Regions from separate parts of the Canis lupus genome. Here region 1 is linked to region 2. A link is a contact called in public Hi-C data. All regions are on one chromosome and are shown on one strand. Each heading gives the region's core, a stretch centred on a gene start, on an enhancer-like site or on the middle of the called end of the contact. The rest is flanking DNA. Distances are from core to core; before and after follow the strand shown. Region 1 has its middle 12 kb from the start of TBL1XR1. Region 2 overlaps TBL1XR1 (F-box-like/WD repeat-containing protein TBL1XR1).

Region 1 (6,994 bases), core at 3,999-6,498, 150 kb after region 2:
GAGTCGGATTCTTAACAGACTGAGCCACCCCCTAGAGGAGCTCTTTTTTGAAGACATGCCTCTTAAAACTTGGCAAGGCTAGCATTCTGTGGAACACTGGTAAATTGTGTTCAGATTTTATAAAATGTTTTTATTTTATTTTTCGATCTTTTTTTTTTTTTTTTTTTTTTACTTTTGGGATGTCAAAACTCAGATATACAACCAAATGGGCTTCCTAATATTTCTCTTCCCCCAAACTTCTCCTCCGCAGCCACATGCAGAACTGAGCAGTTACAGCCCTTCCCATACAGGGGATGGGACACTGCTCAGCCAGGGGGCTGGGAGACACTGTCCTGGGGCAAGTCCCCACCAAGAGGCGGGAAGTCACGAGCACCTAGTTCTCACTTCCTTCCAACAATCTTGTAAGTCACCTGTTCTTTGGAGGCAAAGGCTTGCCTGCGGGGAGCCCTCCCCTGGGGCACAGGAGCTCCCATGCACTCCTACAACCTTCTTTTTTAAAAAAAAAAAAAAAAGATTTTATTTATTTATTCATGAGAGACAGAGAGAGAGAGAGAGAAAGAGAGAGATGGAGGGAGGCAGAGACACAGGCAGAGGGAGAAGCAGGCTCCATGCAGGGAGCCCAACGTGGGACTTGATCCCAGGTCTCCAGGATCACTCCCCGGGCCGCAGGCGGCACTCAATGCACTAAACCACTGTGCCACTGGGGCTGCCCCTCTCCTACAACCTTCTAATGCAGTCTTCTTTGGGCAACAAACTGGGAAGACGGTACAGCCCAGTAACCAAGTTGTCATTGGAATCGAATACAACAAATTTGATTTTATACATACCTAGTGACAGTGTCACAGCCACAGGGCTAGTTTGGAAGCCGGGGGAACCTGGTTCTAGATGCAGTTCTACCCACACGACTGTGTGATGGTAGACAAGATTCCTACCCGCTCAGAAACTTGGCATCTTCGGTTGTTTTTATTTTTTTAAAATAATTATTTATTTATTTATTCATTCATGATAGACATAGAGGCAGAGACACAGGCAGAGGGAGAAGCAGGCTCCATGCCGGGAGCCCGACGCAGAACTCCATCCCGGGTCTCCAGGGTCACGCCCTGGGCCAAAGGCAGGCGCCAAACCGCCGAGCCACCCAGGGATCCCCCGGCATCTTCATTGATAACATAAGGGCCATGTTAACAGCACCGCGGCGGAGTGGGTACTCGGTCCTTGCCAACCAGCCCTGCGTGCCCAGCCGGGTCATTCTGCTAACTGGCACCGGCACCCCTTGCCCCTCGGCCCCGCCCCGGCTCCTCAACATTTGGGAGCGCCTACCAGGTGCCAGCCGTGTCACAGGGCCTGGTACGTCTCTGCTTAAACCATGTTGGCGACAGGTCACAAGAGCCATACAAGACCAGGGTGTTTTGTCAGCATTGTCCCATGTCACACAGGTATACAGAGCGGGGGAGAGGGGGCGCCCCTCAAACAGTTTCTCCTGTTTGGCAGTGGGGCCTCGGCGCTGGGGTCAACCCCACTAAGGTGACAGCAATGGCCTGAGGGCTGGAGCCCTGCCGGCTGCCGAGCGGAGATGGGCTCACCTTGACTCACGGGCTCGCTCCGTTCCAGTCGCCATCGCAGGGGCGCGGACCCAGGTATCCCTTGTCCACAGGCGAGGAAGCGGGGGACAGGCTGAGTTGGCAGCAGCCTGAGGTCGCCCAGCCACCACCCCAGGGCCCGAGGTCCTGGGGGCCTGGCTGGGCCCCCCTGTGCTCCAGCAGAGGGTGTGCGGTCCCCGGGCCGACACAGAGCTGGCCTTGGCCGAGCGGCCCAGCGGCCCTGCTGCTCACGGTCCACTCGGCTCCACGGCGGCAGCAGGCTCCGACCCGACGCGGACCCAAGAACCAGAGGCCGGAGACCCTCCGTGGGGGGTGGACACCTGCACCCCCAGAGAGCTCCTCCACTCCGAGCTGGGGGGCGCCTCGGGAAGTGGGGGACGGGGAGGGGAGATGGGGAGCGGAGGGGGGACCCCAGCCTCCCCAGCAGGCAGCAGGGGTGCGGGGAAGGGACTGAGAGGGGAGTGGGGGCCCAGCTGCCTCCCCGTCCCCCGGAGCTCGAGTGGCCCACAAGTGTGCTCTCCCCAGGAGCTTGGGCCCAGCTCTTTTTGGCAGCCTGGAGGTTTGCTCTGGGGATTTTCATGCCACGCACAGCTGCACACATGAGCAACTCTGCAAGAATTCTGTTTCACGCCACATTCCACTCGGGAACTTGCGCCCAGGACAATATCGCAGAGCAATGAATCTCAGCGTTACTCTGTCTCGGGGAGAGTTGGGGTCGTGACCTTTCCCACCCCAAAATGGAATATCCCAATGCCTTTGGGAAGAGCCTGCTCACGGCAGGAAGAAACTTTGTGTTTTTGTTTTTGTATTTTAAGTAATCCCTGTACTTAAGGTGGGGCTCGAACTCACAACCCCGAGAGCGAGTCGCATGCTCCTCGGACTGAGCCAGCCAGGCATCCCGAGGGGTTGTGCTTCCTAGGACATGTGGCTGTCAGTCACAACGTCTCCCTGAGCGAGCCTAGCTATACAATAAGGAAGTTCAGCCATAAGAAGAAGCGACTTCATGGGTTTTGTTGTTAGAGAGAGAGGTCACTGTCCCACTCGGCCCCAAACTATCAAACACAAAACAGCGTTCTCTCCTCACCTGGAGCCTGCACCGCAGCCCACTAGAGCTGTTCTTAATTAACAAGGAGGCCTTGGTGTAGAGGTAGGGAGGTGGGGAGGCCAGGGTACTTACCAAACACTTTGTTTCTCACCTAGGAATTGAGTAGGAAGCCACAGTTTCCAGAGACTTACTACAACTTTCCGATGCAGGACATGAGAGGCCGTCGGGGAGACCATCTGCAGCGGCACTGACCTACCGCTCGAGCCAATAGCAACACGAAGTCGGGGAGCAAAAAAGGCGAGAGGCGGAACCGAAAGGAACGCCCAGTAGGTGAGTCTCCCGTGACCGTGGATCAGAGGCCTACCAGGGGCCCCGGCCCGGCAGGAGAGTCTCGGCCGCAGTTCCCCCTGTTCCACGAAGCCAAGCTCAGGGAGCTGCCTGAGCACCCGCTGAACTCGCTGCGCGTCCCCCGCCCGGGCGGCCCAGTGGGAGCCCCCGGACGCGGCTTGTGTGTGCACCATGGCGTGCCACCACCTGGACGACAGATCAACCAGGAAACCGTATTGGGAGAACTGCCCACAATGAATTTTAGGGACTTGATCCTTGGAGCTTTAAGCTGATAAACAGCGATCTACTTGGAGCAACCACGTGAATTAACACTTGGAAGCTTTGGAACGAATCTCATCTTCGAGATCTCCTTAAATCCCATGCGCTGGTTAAATATACACAGAGACACCAAGAGCAGGATCTCTCCTCCACAATAAACTCCCTGCTTCCTCTCTGCTTCCCTCCAGTGTGTTTGCACAGGGCGGCTTGTGAACCTTGAACGCCCAAACCTCTGAAGCCCGCAGGCGTGCTTCCTCCTGGGCCTGGGCTCTGTGTTGCAGCCACGTGGAGCTTCCTCCGGTTCTCACCGGGGCTCTGCTCCTTCCCACCACAGATCTGGGGCGCCTGCCCCCTCCTCCCACGCCACGTCTCCGCTCCTTGGTGAGCCGGGTACTTTTACGTCTCCTCCAGGTCTCAGCACAAGCATTACTCTCCTGGAAAAATCTTCCCGACCCCCGGACAAGACCAAATCTCCTGATTACTCCAATGGTCTCTGTACAACAGGTTTCTGCTCCTTTCCAGTGCTTCTCATGGGGACCGCTTTGCACGCATCTGATTATTTGATTTACAGTCTGTCTCAGCCACCGGACCAGGAGTTTCTCGATGGTAGAGATTACGCTTGTTTTATGTATCAGTTTGTTTTATGTATTACATGCACAAGGCACAGAGTCAGCGTTCTAGGCGAGCACCGGTTACCCACATCTGGAGCTGTAGGTTCGTGCCTCACTTGGAGGCTTTTGGAACGCTATCTGTAGGTTTACGGCCTACAGAATTGACACACACACACACACACACACGTTAACTACTGCACAGGCATGAGGCCAAAGTACTCAATCAAAGTAATAGAAACACAAAAAGCAAAGCTGGTTAAATCTGGTATAGTATGCTGAATGGTCCAGTTATTTGTGGGGTATTGTGGGGGGGGCATTTTTATAGCATAGCAAACAGTATAGAATGGGACGATAAAGGAAAATGTAAAGACCTTTGAGCTGTGGGCAGAGCATTTAGGGCACGCTCTTCCAACTTACCCCATGTCTCACCCAACTGCCCGATAGGGGCACAAGTTCCCCTACTAGGTACAGCAGAGTGGGAACATGGACAAGTGCTTAAAAAAGATTATAAAACATATCCTAAGTATGGAAAAAGGATTCTTTTTTCTCTAATCTTATTAAAAGGTGAGGTTAGAATCTCTGTTAATAAGTAATACCCATGCTCACACCCTAGCAATTCCTTAGGCCTAAGTCAGAATGTGGGAAAACGTTGTTGTCTAAAGGGCATAGTCTCAGCTTTGAATACATACATCTGCCTGGTTTATAGAGGAAATATTTGAGCCAGTAGCCCATTATGGAAATGCCAGTATGATCACAGACGGATCAGCCTCGCATCTAGTAAACATCTTAAATGAGCCGCCCAGCTTGATTTGATATAAAACAGGTACCTAGTAACGTGTAAGCAGAAGTGAATAAAAGGCCCAACCATCACCCAAAAATCTAACAAGTGGTATTTCATTATTTTTCATGGATGTGTGCCAGAGACCCTGGAAAATGCCAAGAAAAGCAGGCCTGGTATTTAGGGCTTTGGCCGGCTTTGGTTTTAACTCAAGTTTCTGACCTGAAAATGCCTCGAAACGTGTGCGTTGAGGATGATGCTGATATCTGGAACAGGCATCCCCGTCCACACATGCACACAGGCATGCACAGGCGAGGGAAGAGAGAGGACTTTGGGGAATGGATTAGGGATCCTTTTCTTATATGTGGAGATTATTTTCTTTACCCACAGTCCTGTGATTTCGGCATTCGTCAAGTAAGTCATTTACGATCTGAAGACAATAACGTCAGGTTCCCACAGAGCTGTAGAAAGTGACTTGTGGGAGCTGGTAAGAAACAGGGGATGGAACAAGCATGTGCAGCCTTTGTTCTATTCCAAGGGGTTGACGATCCTTGGAAGGCTCATAACCCACTGTTATGACTCATTCCCTCCTGCCCACACTTCCTCCCTAGGCTCCCGATAGATACCTCATGGACTCCTTGTGTTATCTCAGGTTCTTAACTCCGCTGCTCTCCACTGTTCTCCAGTCAACTACCTTCTCTGTTTGCGGGGCCCCCAAGAAAGACTGGCTAAGGCCTGCGGGACCGGGACACATGTCACCTGACCCGGGGTCTCCTGGGTGACTCGTTACCATCATCATCGACCAATTCCCCCACCACCACGACCTCGCATGCCCAAACCTGCCTGGTCTCAGCCACCTGGAAACAAGCTCTAGCCAGGTGCAGGCTCCTCTCTCCTCCAAATAATCGGGGTGCAGGAAATGTGTCTTGAACACTTCGTTGGATGTATCCAGTGGTACAAACATCATCTGAACATCATCCGGGGGCAGGTCACTCCAAGTCCCAGGAGGGAAGCCAGGCGCCACGCTCCATCCCCCGGCCTAGGTCCGTGCCTCCCAGCCCAGGACCCAGGCACGGGGTACATGTGGGCCCTGACACGTACCCTCTCCATCAGCCCACTCCCTGGAGGCCCAGCTCTATCTTATCCCTCCGGGGCAGGATCTCAGCAGACCTACTGTCTCTCACCTGCGCGGCCTCACTTTGTCCTCGCTCTCCCTCCAGCTCCGCCCTCCTGCCTCCTCTCCCAGAGAGTCCCCGAGTTTGCGGTTCCGCTGTTGGAGGGATCAGTTTGGGTTTTCGGCCCGACGTGGGTCCCCTGGCTGAGCTCTTTGGGCCGAGAGGATGCTAGACGCCGACTAAGCTTCTCTCACCTCTAGCCCTTTGCTCCCGCGGGCCCCTCCTCTTATGTGCGGGTGTGCACTATCTCTCCCTCTGTCTCTGTGTCTCTGTCTTCCTCTGTCTCTCTGTCTCTCTCTGCAGAGGAAATATCCAGATCACTCATAGAGTGGCTAGGGTATGAGGGTTTCCTCTCTTAACAGGAACTAACACTGATGTCCGTGGAATGGTCATGGCAATTTATGGTCTCGGACCACTCCGGGGAGGGGTGTACAGGGCTGGGCACACTTGCCTTCCCCCGTCACCCCTAGAGCCCTCCCCACCTCCTCCCTCTCCCCCCTCCTCCTCCCTACCTCCTCACCTCCCCCCTCCCCTTCCCACCTCTCCACCTCCCTACCTCCTCACCTCCCCCCTCCGCCCTCCCCACCTTCCACCTCCCCACCTCCCCAATGCCTACCCATCCCACACCCTTTTAACACCAGGCTATTCTCCTAACAAGTGTGAACAATGCCACTTTCTCTGAACAGGACAGAAACCTAAACTGTGCCCTTTTTCTTCCTCATGTGACTGCCTTCCCCTCAGACACCTGCCCAGCTCCCTCACCCCATCCCTCGGGACAGAACCTTGTCATTCAAGTGACTGGCCCCAATGCCTCTGGGACTCCAGCATTTACTGCGCAGTGTTCCTAAATGCCGCCTTCTTAGGAAGAGACTTCCTGCCGACTCTAAGCCTTATCAGACACTCAAATGAGTTATGGAAGAAGGTTTAGATTCCCACTCCTGGGAGGGCTTTAGGAGCAGAATGGATTCTCACCTGTCTGGGGCGATGATGTAGGATGCCGCTTGGCAGCTGAGGGGATAGAACAGCTCATCATCAACAAATAATATTTACTAAACTCCTGGGCATTGGTAATACTGTGCTTGACTCTGTATATATTAAAACAAACTTTAAAAGACACAGCCCCTACTCTCAAAGAAGGTTTCTTTACTTTTTTAAAAAGATTTTATTTAGTTATTTATGAG
Region 2 (6,980 bases), core at 1,582-4,081:
GAGCCAAACAGTATATGAGGGCAATAAGGCCTTTGACTTAAGATAGAATAAGGTCCTATGTTGAGAAGATAATTCTTAGTCCTGACCCTACAGGAATTTGTTTTAGAAAAATTTCATAAGAACTGAGAACTTCTGCTGGAGAAACCGTTTTTAAAAAAAGACCTCATTCATTGGAATGAGATTTGGATTTGGAAGATCCTTTGGAAAGTCGCACAAAAGTTGTTGGACAGGGGCTGGAGGAGGAAAGGGTGTTTGTTTGCTGAAGAAAGAACCACGAACCCCATGAAATGCTCAAGAATACTAAAATTGTCTAAGATGTTTCTTAGGCTTGGGAAGACAGGTAAAAAATGGATGCAAAGTCACAAGGAAGGAAAGAAGGCAACATGGAATAAAGGAAAATATACAGGAACTTTAAAAATGCTAATTTTCCACAAATCAATCATAGTTGGAAATGGAAACAAACAGAGCTGGTTATCATGTACTTGAAACCGACGGGTGAAGCTTTGTCAACGAGGAGCTCAAACTTTCTGGTGAGTCAGAGCACTAAAGGTATCTCTGAAAGATGTGGAATGACATAGAGGATCAGCTAACTGTAAGATTCCCACAGCTACAGCAGAGCCTAGACTAATGGTCCCTAAAAGGCAGTCGGCAATGAAGTCTTCAGCAGTTCTGAGCAAAATGAGAAAAACAAGAACATGCTTTTATTTTGCAAATTTCTCTTACCCCTAGCAAAGGACTTCGCAGTTAAGGACTTAGTGTGTGCCAGTTGTTGATTTTCATCTATCACCCCATTTATGTACTACCATTACCACACCTCTACCTAACATTTGAGGAGCATGAAGTGCAGAGGGGCAACCACCAGTGTGACAAAGGTTCTGCTGCAAGATCAACTGCAGAGCTGCAAGTCGAACCTAGGTCTGACTGCTGGAGGGCCAGCCTTTGATTTAATAGCATATTTGAGAACGGGGAGTCCTAGGTTGTCGTTCTTATTAGTGAAATTCAAAAATATCTGAACAAATGGACAAACGCTGCTATTAGTCTGAGGTTCAGAGATGTTAAGTAGATTAGGAACTGTAGTCATCACGGATAATACAGTGATACTCACATTCCAATCTAGGGATGTCACATCCTTGTTGCTTGGGACATCTTGCCCTCCTTCCCGTATACAATGTCTAAGTACTAATTGTGTGGAGCCACTAGTGCTATTTTCACTAAGATTCCATATTCTTGCTGTTGAGTCTCCAGACCTAGAAAGTATGCAATATATTTTAAATTGTCATGATATTCTCAAGTATCCCAGAATCAAAGCAACATATTTACATACTATTATTAATAAGGCAAATAAAAACTAGACTCTCTGGGGTTTCCATTTCCACTATATTCCTTAGTCTCCATTTTGGGGGCCCTCAGCACTTTTGAAGAAGCTTAATTAAAACTTCTAAGATTATGGGGGCACCTGGAGGGCACAGTTGGTTGAGCAACTGACTCTTCCTTCTGGCTCAGGTCATGATCTCACAGGTCCTGAGACCCAGCCCCAAGTCGGGCTCTGTACTCAGTGTGGGGGCTGCTTGAGATTCTCTCCCTCTCCCTCTCCCTCTCCCCCTCCTGCTTGTGTGTGCGCATTCTCTCTCAAATAAGTATACCTTTTCAAAAAATAACTTAAGATTAAGTTATGAAGAAATAAAGATTTACAGAGACAAAAGGACCACAAAGAAGCAACAAAAACATGTCAGTAATGCTTTTATAAAATGTGTACTCGTTCAGTAGGATATTTAAGTCTCACATTAAGAAACATACCCCGATGCCAAGAGATCACTAACGGGGTTCCAGGCACAGATGAAAACTTCGGATTCATGGCCCCGTAACACAACTGCTTTATTAGGAGGGATTTCAACATCCCCGTCCACTTCCATCATATCAGTATGATTATCTGTGTCATGAGAATCAAGTGGAAAATTCCGGTTAGGTATTATTATAACGCCCTGAGGGGGGAAAATAATTCTTAACCAGCATTTTATACCTCCCTTGTAACATATAATGTAAAAAAACAAAAAACAAAAACCAAAAACCAAAAAACTATGTCAGGTAATGGCAAAAATAATTATACAGCACTTGTCACACGAGAAATAAATTCCTATCTTTAGTTACGTCTGACCCTACTATTTTTAAAAAGATGTGTGTGTGTGTGTGTGTGTATGTGTGTGTGTGTGTGTGTGTGTTTGGGGTGATGAGGAGGCAGTGAGAAAGACTGCAAAAAGGTTAGAGCCAAACAAGGCTAAAATGATAAAATGATCTGAATTAAATATAGTCCATGCCAACACTATTCTGAATTTCTGCCAGTAGGGGTTGCTGATATCATTCATATAACATGAGAGTTGCCTTCCTATCTCCATGTCAGAGCTTTACTGGGTTAATGACTAGTATTACAAATTTTCTTTCAAAGTCAAGAGCAAACAACAAAATTTATCTTATAGTAGAAAATGGTTTCTAAATATTTAAAGAAGAAAATAAAATCCATGAAAGTAAATCTAGCTTTTTGGAGCTTCAGGAATAAAAATCTGAATTGTGATACAAGTTAAGGGAACAAGTTGGCATAAATGAAACAGACGATGTTACTTCAGTTTAGAAGATGACACATCTACACAAAGCAAAATACTTTTCCTGCAAAGGAATTTTTAGAAATTCTTATTTCAGCTCACTTGCTATAGTATGTGCTCCGTTCTCCTCCCCATTTGCTGTGTTTTCTCCATTTTTTGCAGACCCCTGTTGGTTTGTGGCGGCTGTGGAGGTGGCGGCAGCTGCGGCCTGCTGCTGTGCGAGCTTATCCCTGTAAGCTTGCTGTCTGGTCTGCACCACATCAGGCATTACGGCGTCTATCAGCGACAGAGACTCTATTGGCCGACCATCGAACAAGGTACCATCCTGGAGATGGAGAATTTTGAGGCAGAAAACACGAAAGAGACATACTTAGGGTGAAGCAACGGCAAGGAGCTGCTGAAATTCTCCTTCCCACCTAGTTCATACTGGTGAGGATAAAGCCGAAATATTGAAAGGAATAGTGAAAAGTGGGCCCAGGTGATAAGAAGTTTATTAATTAGATCCCAAAATTCCGTCGGGGAAAAGCAATGAACAACACTAAGGAGTTCATGCAACGGGAAGAGAGGCTTGGGGCCACATTAGGATAAACACTTCTTTACAACAAAAAACTTTTAAAATAGCTTTAAGAGGACTTGGTGCATCTGGGTGGCTCAGGGGCTGAGCGTCTGCCTTTAGCTCAGGGCGTGACCCCGGGGGGGTCCCAGGATCCAGTTCCGCATTGGGCTCCTCTCGAGCAGCCTGCTTCTCCCTCTGCCTGTCTCTCTCATGAATAAATAAATAAAATCTTAATAAAAAAAAGGACTAAAAAATTTCTCGTAATTTGATTCAATATCAAAACAAGAAACAGTCGTCAGATGCTCGGCCATCTGATCGTCTCATTCTCCTAACGACGAGATGGGAGCACTAAGGTTTAGAGGCAGATGTGCGGAAGTCCCAGGGCCAGGCCAGGCGCCGGGCACTCCTAGCTGGCGCTCTTCCTCGGTGACCTGAGGACCACCAGCACGGCCACCGCACCTGTAGTCTGTTAGAAACGGACAGTCAAACCTACAGAGTCGAAATCTCTGAGGGGCTCGGGAATCCCTGCTTTCACAAGCCCTCTCGGGTAGTTCTAGCACACGAACATTCGAGAAGTACCACCCTCACTCTGAGACGGGTGCTCTTTAATTTTATGGCATTGCTGTAAGTTTACAAAGCTCCTCCCATTGATATCAGGAGGCTACAAGTTAATAAAAAGTTCTCCAGTGGCCACATGGAGACAGAACAAGTCAGAAACAGAAACTGGGACAATGCACATGTAAGGCCCAACTCACTCAGGCTGCTCAAGGTGCACTAACCCAAGACCTACCTACAGGGCAGTGAGGGGGTTGCTCTGAGCTACAACAACACCGCGCATCTTTCTGAGCTGTCAGCTGCAATGGAGTATTTGAGGAGCTGGAGAATTTAAGTAATTTATTTAATGCCAACACAGATACACCGTAGAGTACTACATTAAATCTACAAAATATGTATTTTTCAGATACCATGAGACTTTAACTCTGGCCACTGGTGGAGACTGTTTCTCACCCCCTGTGATAAAGGATAATCTGGGACAGAAAACACTAAAAGTCAATGAGGACACATTTAATTTAATATTAGTGGATTTTTCAGTTTTGGAGATGAAGAAACTCAAAAATAATGAAATCAGAATTAGAGTACTACATAATTATAATAATAAATACTGGTATAGAAACCAAGGAGGTTTATTTAAAAAAAAAAAAAACTTGCTAAAGTAAAGGGGAACATGTTAAGCTCTGAAATGAAAATAAAGAGCTCCACGTATTATAAATCTTGATCACTTATGAAAATTTTCAGCTAGACCAAGGTTTGCAAACTTTTTCTGTGAAAGGCCAAACAGTAAATATCTAAGGCTCTGCGGAGCATAAGGTCTCTGTCACAACCATTCAATACTGCCACTGTAGCACACAAGTAGCCGAGACAGTACATAAATGAAGGAGCGTGGCTGGGTTCCAATCCAGCAACGGGCAAGCAGGCAGGATTTGGCTCATGGGTCATCGCTGGCCGGCACTGGAATTGTATAGGCAAAAGCATCAAGAGTTGGCTTTAATCATAACCTGCCTTCCAAAATCAGGTATAACCAAATAACCTGAGGTTTTGGGATTTTTCAGACTGCCAATTACGGTCTCCGTGTTCCACAGCACACTGTTGTTTTAAAGAGAACGGTTTCTTATTAGTTACTTATAAAACCATAGAAAGGGAAATAAATGAGAACCAAAGGTTCGTGCAGCTGGGAGCCAGCAGGCCTTGCCTGTTCACCCTGACTGGGACACCAGGAACGCCACCCTTCAACTTTGTCAACCTAGGGAAGCTGAAGCCGGATAATGAATGAAGAGACAAGATATTAGATTTAAGGACAAATTTAAGAGTAAGACTTATTAGTATTTCAAATAAGGTTTCCTTACCTCATTAATACTAACTTCTGCCTCTACATACTGTAGACCTTTCTGGATGATAGAAATCAATGCAGCAGGTGGGACGAGGGCACCATTTATGTTAGACTGACTGATATGGCTTTCTATACCAAAGGTAAACGCTGAATGAGAAAATCCTAAAACCAAAAAAAAAAAAAAAAAAAAAAAAGATATAAGAATTTATTCTCTCCCAATGGCAACATGCTATTTAAAAGACACAAATGAAAGATCTCTGTGATCTTGCAAAATCACAATCCATCCATTTGAAATCTCAGACTGTTAGCTAAGGTTAAATATGTTTTTAAACAAAAAATATAAAAATCCAAACATACTAGCTTTTACATATTTTCCTTTTCACTTTAATTACAAAAAATATGATATAAAATTTCTAGTGCATATAAAATTTAGCTGTAATTTTCCTCAAAGAATAGCATCAAACTTTAAAACTGCGGGGAAGGGGAGAAGGAGTCTTTGGAAATCATGTGAGTCGACTGCTTCACTGAAGATAATTTAGACCAAGATAAATTAAGGTGACACTTAATATTTTTGTAGCATATTTAAATTTCTACATGCAAATTGTCAAACAATGTATAAATCCAATGTTCTGCAGGTTTTTTTAAACTTAGGAAATAAGCAAACTAAAATCAACATAAATAACAAAAATTTTTACACTTAAGTCTCATTGTACGTAGGAGTTAAATGCAAAATATTTTTACTAATTCTTTGCTACTTAGTAATAACCCATGTAAATGAAAGCTTTAGGAAATAAAAGCAAGCAAGTAAATATCCAGTTTCTAACAGCAATTCTTTAATTTTAATTTGAAACACTTAAACGCAAAACACATAATAAAAAATTCTTTATGTGGTCTTGCTTTGAAAGTCTAGTCCAAATTCAAAGGTAAAACTCTAGTAAAATGATAGATGCAAGTGCAGTTATTCTTCACTAAAACACCCATCAGAGCTTATCGTTAAATAGTAACCGTCATTAACGTATTTTAAGCAATTTAATGGCATTACATATTATGAAACATTAAGACACTTTCACACTAAGTAATCTAAATGAAAATGGGCTTGTGTCTTAAACTGATCTAACCCATGTAATAACTGTTATCCAGCCTATCCTAGTTTTCCAGGGCTGACTCTGTCTTTCCGCATCTTGTGCTTCCACCTGAGGCTTCTTGTGGCACTTATAAACAGTCTAGAATAAAATACTATGGACTCCCTAAGAAAGCACGTGGCTAGGAAGTATTTTCATTGGTCAGCAGACAAAATACACCTCAGCTACTCTTCCGCACGGATCCTTCCTTCCCTCTTTGAGACATTCCATTCCATTCCATTCCTGAAACCCAGAGTGAGAGGTAAAAAGATGTTGCTTTTAAGACGTTGACCTTGCCTCCTGGCAAGACCAATATCAAACACATTTCTGGTTTTCAGCTTAATCGGAGTTCTCAGAGATGGCTAAGAAACGGGGCAATGACTAAGAAACATGTCAAAGAAAACGCGTCATTCTGCATTGTCCCTGGAGGACACCCATGACTAGTGGCTATGAGCAGGTTCCAGCCTGCCAGGGTAGAAGGCTACAACGTCTGGGGAGGATGGAGGGACGGTAAGAGCTAAGGCAGTGAAATCCACAGCGCTGAGGCTGGAGGGTCCCTGTGTCCAATTATATTCCCTTCCCTAAATAAATTCACAGTAAATTATAAACGGGAAAAAGGCTAAACAGCCAGTGGCTTAGAGACTTAAGAAAACTTCAAGATGGACAATACCACTGATGGAGGAGGGCCTCCACAACGCACACATATATAGTTTTGTTTTTTTTTAATTTTATAATCTAAGCTAGCAGATGGGGAAACAGCCACTAACAGAATAAGGATTTAAATCCCAGTTAGTTAGCATCCAGTGTAATATTAGCTC

What was found. A called contact is a pair of places that touch in the nucleus more often than the background predicts.
Region 1: a contact with region 2 is called in a Hi-C map of skin fibroblasts, with 2.0 times the contacts expected there. The contact joins two enhancer-like sites. A contact is called at or near these places in 3 of 9 Hi-C or Micro-C datasets (blood and skin fibroblasts).

The regions. Positions count from the first base shown.
Region 1 is chr34:41,000,788-41,007,781 of UU_Cfam_GSD_1.0, forward strand. No RefSeq gene overlaps it. Among named protein-coding and RNA genes, the nearest start is that of TBL1XR1, 12 kb to the left of the region's middle. Within about 2 kb of position 5,249, at least 5 of the 20 cell types and tissues checked have an H3K27ac peak or open chromatin away from gene starts, as enhancers often do.
Region 2 is chr34:40,849,705-40,856,684 of UU_Cfam_GSD_1.0, forward strand. It overlaps TBL1XR1 (F-box-like/WD repeat-containing protein TBL1XR1), which reads right to left. Exons shown (of 15, transcript XM_038583941.1): 3 at 5,058-5,203; 4 at 2,700-2,922; 5 at 1,798-1,930; 6 at 1,106-1,247. Among named protein-coding and RNA genes, the nearest start is that of TBL1XR1, 140 kb to the right of the region's middle. Within about 2 kb of position 2,832, at least 3 of the 20 cell types and tissues checked have an H3K27ac peak or open chromatin away from gene starts, as enhancers often do.